Regions from separate parts of the Anas platyrhynchos genome. Here region 2 is linked to region 1. The links are chromatin contacts, called in public Hi-C maps. All regions are on one chromosome and are shown on one strand. Each heading gives the region's core, a stretch centred on a gene start, on an enhancer-like site or on the middle of the called end of the contact. The rest is flanking DNA. Distances are from core to core; before and after follow the strand shown.

Region 1 (3,138 bases), core at 374-2,873:
TATGCCTCACTGAAATACTGTGCTTACGAGCAGAACAGCAAGTCAATTGAAAAGTTGCCCATGTGTAACATTCTTTACTATTTGTTAAGCATCACCACACTGCTTCTACGGTCCACATCATGCCTTTTACATTAGCCTTCACCAGGTTTGCCCAGCCAGTGGGAAAAGCAACTCATCCGAACATCCTTCCCGAGGTCCCAAACTTCTGTAAATCTAACCTAAACGGAGAGCGGGCAATGGAAAGGTAAACAAATATTTACAGAATGAGCCCGCAAGGATGTCTCCTGAGTCTGAATCACCAGCAAGCAGCTGCAGCTGCCGAGCTGCCGCCTCTGCCGGCCGGCTGAAGCCACGCGATGGCACTGTTTATACAGACTTCGCAAAACAAAAGCTGCTTGTGTTTTAAATCCAGATCTGCCCTTCTGTCAAAACCTATCCGCATACTTACACAGTTATGACAACTGTATCTACTTTTTTTTTTTTCAAAAGAAATAATAAATATGATGAGGCAACACAGTGTAGGATTTCTGATGGTTAGCAGAAGTACAGAACACCTTTAATATTTCTGAAGTTATCACATGAAATACTGGCTGAGCCAAGCTGGATTTCCCAGTGGGAGGTTTAAAATTCTGAAGTTTCTGAAACATTCTTACACACTGTAGTTAAGCAGTGATCTGTTTAATACATAAGATGTTATATATGAGCTTTGTTACCCTCCCAGCATTTCGCTGCAGCCTAGCAAGCCAAACAAAGCTGCAAGCAATATTGCTTAAAACTTTTAACACATCCTTTAACAATGCACGACAACAAAGCAGCAGTAGGAGCGACAAAGTGAAAGATCTACCTTTGGAAATGTGTTTTACAAATGATGTTGTTCCTCTGGAAACTCCACTGACAAATGCTCCTGGGCCTCTGGTCAGCCCTTCATAGGGGAGCCTAAAGAAATCAGCTATGCCGTTTCCTATGCTTCTCACCAGGCTAGCTGGGCTTCCGAGGATTTCCAAGGATCCAACAACCCAGCCTGTATGGAGAAACGAGACAAATGTTACGGCTGCAAAAACTGCAGAAGCAGCAGTTGTGAAAAGGTTATTCCTTAATTCTCTTTTTCACACTAGAATTCATCGCATTATGAACTTCCTTTGAGCAAAACACGGGAAATAACTCATCCACTATGAATTCAGAAATGGCAATCTTTCATACTTCGTAAATCAAAGAAATCCTTTTGGCAAACTCACAAATAGCTTTAGAATGACTTCCTTCCAGGAGCTTCCCGTATTTCTGCTAAAAGTGTGTTAGGGAGGTGGATGCGGGATTCTCACAGCTACGGAGGAACAGCACTGAAAGTTCAGATCGCTCGCTCGGTTTTATATGCTATAAGGCAACGTTGTGATTTCACATCCTTATGTGATAGAATTGTGACAGCAAGTTTATACTGATACAATGTACTGCTTTACAGGAGTGTGGAGGTCAATTGCTTGATGGAGTGTTAGGAAAGGGGATGCAGATTTTTGACAAGTGCTTAAGAAGTTATTTTAAATCCACCCCAACCCTTCTAAGCTGATCATTTTCTTTCAGAGTGTAGTGAAAGCCAGACAAATGTCTTTTTCTCAGTACAGTTGTGTAAACACCAATGACATCTACATGCTGATTAGGTTACTCATAGGGGAGTATTCCCTATGCATATCCCATGAGAGGTATCTGCGGATCTAGTTTCCTATATAAATGCAGGGTTGCCAGCAGCTTGCAGGATGGCCAAGCGCACAGCAATTTCTGCGAGCCTTGCTGGAAAGCTGTTTGCAGGTCTTGTCTTTCTCAGGGTGGTTGGCAGCAGATTTATTAGGGAAATAGTGCTGCATGACTTCTTTTTTTTTTCTTTTCGGCGGTCCAGAGAGAGTGATTCAGAAATGGCAATAAACATTAAACGGGAACTGCCTGGTCTTTGAGCCTCGGTATCGTGAATTTCAGCTAGCACTGTCAGATCACCACAAGGCACGACAGGGACAGAAGACTGAAAGATGGACTGATTTGCCTCCTGCTCTCCCGCCGAGGGCCCTTGATCTGTGTTGCCCTCCTCATTCCCATCTCGTCACCGCAAACTCCTGCTATCCAGATGCTGTTCTTGTTTTCTAGTAACCCCTCCCAGTCACTCCTGTGGAAGGCTGAATCATGAAACTGAACAGAAGAGAAAATGTTACTCATATGAAATGAATTAATCTCATACTATCATTCTAAGCTCCCGGAAAATCTATTATTCTTGTTGAATCTGTCCCACATTTCAGCCCTGGCAGGTTGAGAGCTCCGGTACATGCCGTATAAAAAGAGGGAATCGCACTGGACATAAGGGAGAGGGTGGGATGGAGGAGGAAAACAAAAAAAAAACAAGCACTGCTGGCAGCTCGACGAGCAGAGCGGCCACGAGCGCTTCAGGCCCGCCGTGGCGGCCCGGGAGAGGAGTGTCCCACTGGCAGCCCGCTCCTGCTGGGGACCCAGAGGAAGCCAGCGCTCCAGGCTGGGCCTGCTACTCCCTCAGTGTCATATTTGTAACAAATTATACTTGCCACTGTGTGAAGTGATGAAAAGCTGGAGGGGTGGGGAGCCATGTGCAGATGGAAAAGATGCTCTTTCTGCTTTTTTTTTTCTGATCGATAATATTGCAATAATCCCTTACAAACGGCCGCGTTTTATTTTATTTTTACATCTCCTCGGCATGCCTGAAGCAGTTGCTTCGTTCCCTGAGGTGTCACTGTCACCTGGCTGTCCCTCTGGCTGAGGCAGGCTGGATGGCGGTGCCTGATAACTGATCCCCTGACCAGAAGTGGTGACGGGATGGTGTGAGGTGACGGCCCCGGGCTGTGGGATACAGCTGGGCAATGCCCCCCTGCCCTACAACAACCCGAGCAGGCACCGCCAGGCCAGGACGTGAGAGGCTCCATCTCCACACGCCTGCTTGGCCAGCCAGCGCTTTCAGGCAAGAAAACCAGAATAAAACCAGGAGTTGGGGCTGCCTGGTATCCTGGGGATGGGTTGTTACAGCCCGGCCCCAGCCAGGGAAGCTCTGGAAGCTGTGCACAGCGACGATGTGCGACCTGCAGGGAGAGTGACCCTCCTTGGCCAACACTGAGAGCAAAACTTATGGCT
Region 2 (3,138 bases), core at 324-2,823, 260 kb after region 1:
TCACTTATAAAGCTGCAAGGTCTGTATTAATTGTATTTGAAATGTAAAAAAATAAAAAATAAAAAAGTCAAGAAAGCAGTTTTGTTGCCTTGTATAAAGTTTGACACTGTAAGCCAAAGCTGAAAATCACCTTTCAAATATCTTCTTAAGTTGAATAGATTTAACTGGAACATAAATTAAAGGGAACACGTTCAGAAACAGGGAAAGTCAGAAAAAACATGTTTTGTTCTGCTTTTTTTCTCCCCTGTAATATCTATGGTAATAGGACAAGAAGTTTCTACATATTTTGAAGTCTCACTTCACTGAGATTCCCTACAATGTTGTTGCAGAAGAATCAGTTAACTTAGACCATGTGAGTCTGTTTTTCCTCCTAAGGAGAGTAAGGCACTAGACAAGCAGTGTGTCACTCATCTCCTCTTCACCAGCTGTTCTTTCACTCCATTCTGTGTCAGCTAATTTTTCTCTGAAGTTATTTTACTGCTATCTCCTGCGCAATTGGCTTTTGTTTCTGCCCTAAAATGGCACAGAAGAGCAGCAGACTCCTTACCACTTAGCATTACTTTAATTCTTATCTGGTTATACATCAGGTTTAGAAGAAAACACTTTTTAACACAACTTCTTTCCCGAAATACTCCTTCTCATACATATTATATCTCAGCTATCAATAGGTAATTAGGAAAATGAATAATGTGTGGCGGAGCTACTGTTTCCTTTTCCATAGCTCAAAAATGATTCCACTCCTTTTCTGTTCATCACAGGAGAAAGCAGCACATACTGTTACGCACACGCTTTGCTGATCCACGCCACTCGGCAGCACAGCCTGCTTGGAAGGCACGTTGCTCAAAGTCACAACAGGGCAAACACTTCTGTTGCTAGCAGATAATTACAACGCAAAGCTTTCTGTCCCCATAAGACATTTGTAACTTCTTTTTTCATTTTGTCTCAATGGTTTTTGTATTGATTTAATTCTGTTATTGCATATGAAAGCCTCAATCATTGTCTAAATGAGAAAAGTGAACTTATAAGTTACTAAAAATGTATCTTACTGGTATTTAGACAGGTTTGCTGTAGATATGAAAGGTACTGTTGAAAATGTCACCATTCCTTCCCCTACAGACATTAAAGCACTACTGTCCAAAAGAAATTCACGCTTTAGAGGCAAGATAATGCCTTTTCATCTGAAAAATGACTTTTATCAAAAGAATAGGCATAAAATAAAGGATTCCATGGATATCCTAGATTGATTTCTTAGATATTAAACAGGGAAAAAAATATTGCTGCCTGCAGCAAAAACTGCTGTATCGAAATGTGGAGGAAACCAAAAAAAGGGTATTTTCACCAAAAAAAAAAAGTGTCTGAAAGTTTTCATCCTGCCCAAATTATTGGCTACACTTAATAGCTATAAATCAGAGAGATTCTATGCAGAACAAAGTTAATGTTGCAAATTGTAACATATATCAGCGTGTTTAAAACAAACTGGAGTTAAGCAAGCATATAGTGTAAGTATAACACTGACTTTGTACTTGTAAACATCCTTTCCACACAGAGCCCTTTGGGACATTCAAAGAATTTACTGAATGAGCTACTTGGAATAAATAAAGAACACTCAACTTGGCCTGCAAGAACATTCAACTTGGCCTGTAACACTTTAACTGATTTTAAAAAAGTTTTAACTGTTCCCCTAGTTGCCTGGAAATGGCCATTTAAAAAATGCTGCTGTGGCAATAGTAAATCTTTATTAATTCCTCATTTTTGGATTTTCCTCCACGGGGCCTGTTAAAAATAATCTTTCAATCCAACCAGCTCTGGCCTTCAAATTTAGTACAATATAGTGAACCACACAAATGTACTGAAAAAATACTTTTTTTTTTTTAAACTTATTCACAGAAAGCAGTTAATTCTGGCAGTAAAATTAGCTTCAGTGATAGTTCCATAATCTAAACGGAGAAGATGCAGTTGTGCCAGCTCATTACCATGCTCAGCTTTAACAGAAAATCTCCTTTAATTCAGATCAAGGACCAGCTGCACGACTTTGTTCAAAAGCTGTTACAGATGACCTGTCAAGTTTTATTTTTAAAATCTTCAAGTTGACTTTAAAAGTTCATGTCTACAAATAATGTAAAATTCATTTGCAAAGTTTAAGGGCTTGAATCTCTATTTGTTAGCAAAGCTATTTTATAAAAAAATGAAAAATAAAAAATCTGGGGCTACAGGTGCATTGGCAAATAGCACTAAACTACCAGAGTTAAAATTACTTTTAAAGTACATTTCTGTTCAAGTTATCTCTTTGAAAACATCAGCACCTAGTTCACCGCGTATTTTGTTTGAGTCCCAAGCAAATACAAGCAAGTTGAAATCTCGGGAGCTCCGGGTTGACAGAAAAATGATTTTTAAAGCTGCTTTATACACAAAATGCCTTCCCTACAGCCAATGTATTATCTGAATATATCCATATGGGGGCAGTAATGTTAAAGAAAAATAATACCCAACAGCAGCCACCTTAATTAATTTGTTCGCAGACCCTTTTCTTTTACACCAGGCTCTCAATACAATGCTGAAAAGAAATTTAAAAAAAAACAACAAAATGGGAAGACTATTGCTTGTCAAGCCTCTGTTTGAAGCGCTACCACAGAATAATCACTGCACTCAGAGTCTAGACCTACTTCTCAGTGTATTTCATTGTCCCTATGAAGAATCTGTTATTATTTTTGCATTGCACTTAGCAAGTTTAAAGCAGTATCTGCGATGCAGGCACTGTCCCAGGGGGGCATTCCCAGGAGATGGGAAGGAACTGGCTCGTCCCTCGTACACCCCAAAGAAACAAGGTGCTGAAACGCAGCTGTTATGGATTGTCACCAGAGCAACACTTCCTTGATTAGAAGGAACTAATCTGAATTTAAACGATCCTATCAGGCCTACTTTTTATTTTTATTCCCTCTCTCCATGGAGTAGCTGGAATTTTGGTAGGATGACCTCTGGACATTGAGAGCTGCAGCTTCTCCCTCAAACTGAAGCTGCCCTGAATCAACAGACCCGTCAGACTCATTAATGATTTTTATTTCAACCTTCCTACTGTACCTCTCACGCACACTTTCCCAATTTAGCTGCAAAACCACCATCACATCCTCAGTTGTACCT

What was found. A called contact is a pair of places that touch in the nucleus more often than the background predicts.
Region 2: a contact with region 1 is called in a Hi-C map of subcutaneous adipose tissue, with 2.6 times the contacts expected there. The contact joins two enhancer-like sites. A contact is called at or near these places in 2 of 8 Hi-C or Micro-C datasets (F1 follicle and subcutaneous adipose tissue).

What each region holds. Positions count from the first base shown.
Region 1 is chr2:22,114,853-22,117,990 of IASCAAS_PekinDuck_T2T, forward strand. VPS13B (vacuolar protein sorting 13 homolog B) reads right to left here. Exons shown (of 62, transcript XM_072034435.1): 57 at 845-1,021. Among named protein-coding and RNA genes, the nearest start is that of COX6C, 29 kb to the left of the region's middle. Within about 2 kb of position 1,624, at least 3 of the 8 cell types and tissues checked have an H3K27ac peak or open chromatin away from gene starts, as enhancers often do. A contact at or near this core is called in subcutaneous adipose tissue, where this site is marked.
Region 2 is chr2:22,376,263-22,379,400 of IASCAAS_PekinDuck_T2T, forward strand. All of the region lies in intron 19 of VPS13B (vacuolar protein sorting 13 homolog B), which reads right to left. Among named protein-coding and RNA genes, the nearest start is that of VPS13B, 180 kb to the right of the region's middle. Within about 2 kb of position 1,574, at least 1 of the 8 cell types and tissues checked has an H3K27ac peak or open chromatin away from gene starts, as enhancers often do. A contact at or near this core is called in subcutaneous adipose tissue, where this site is marked.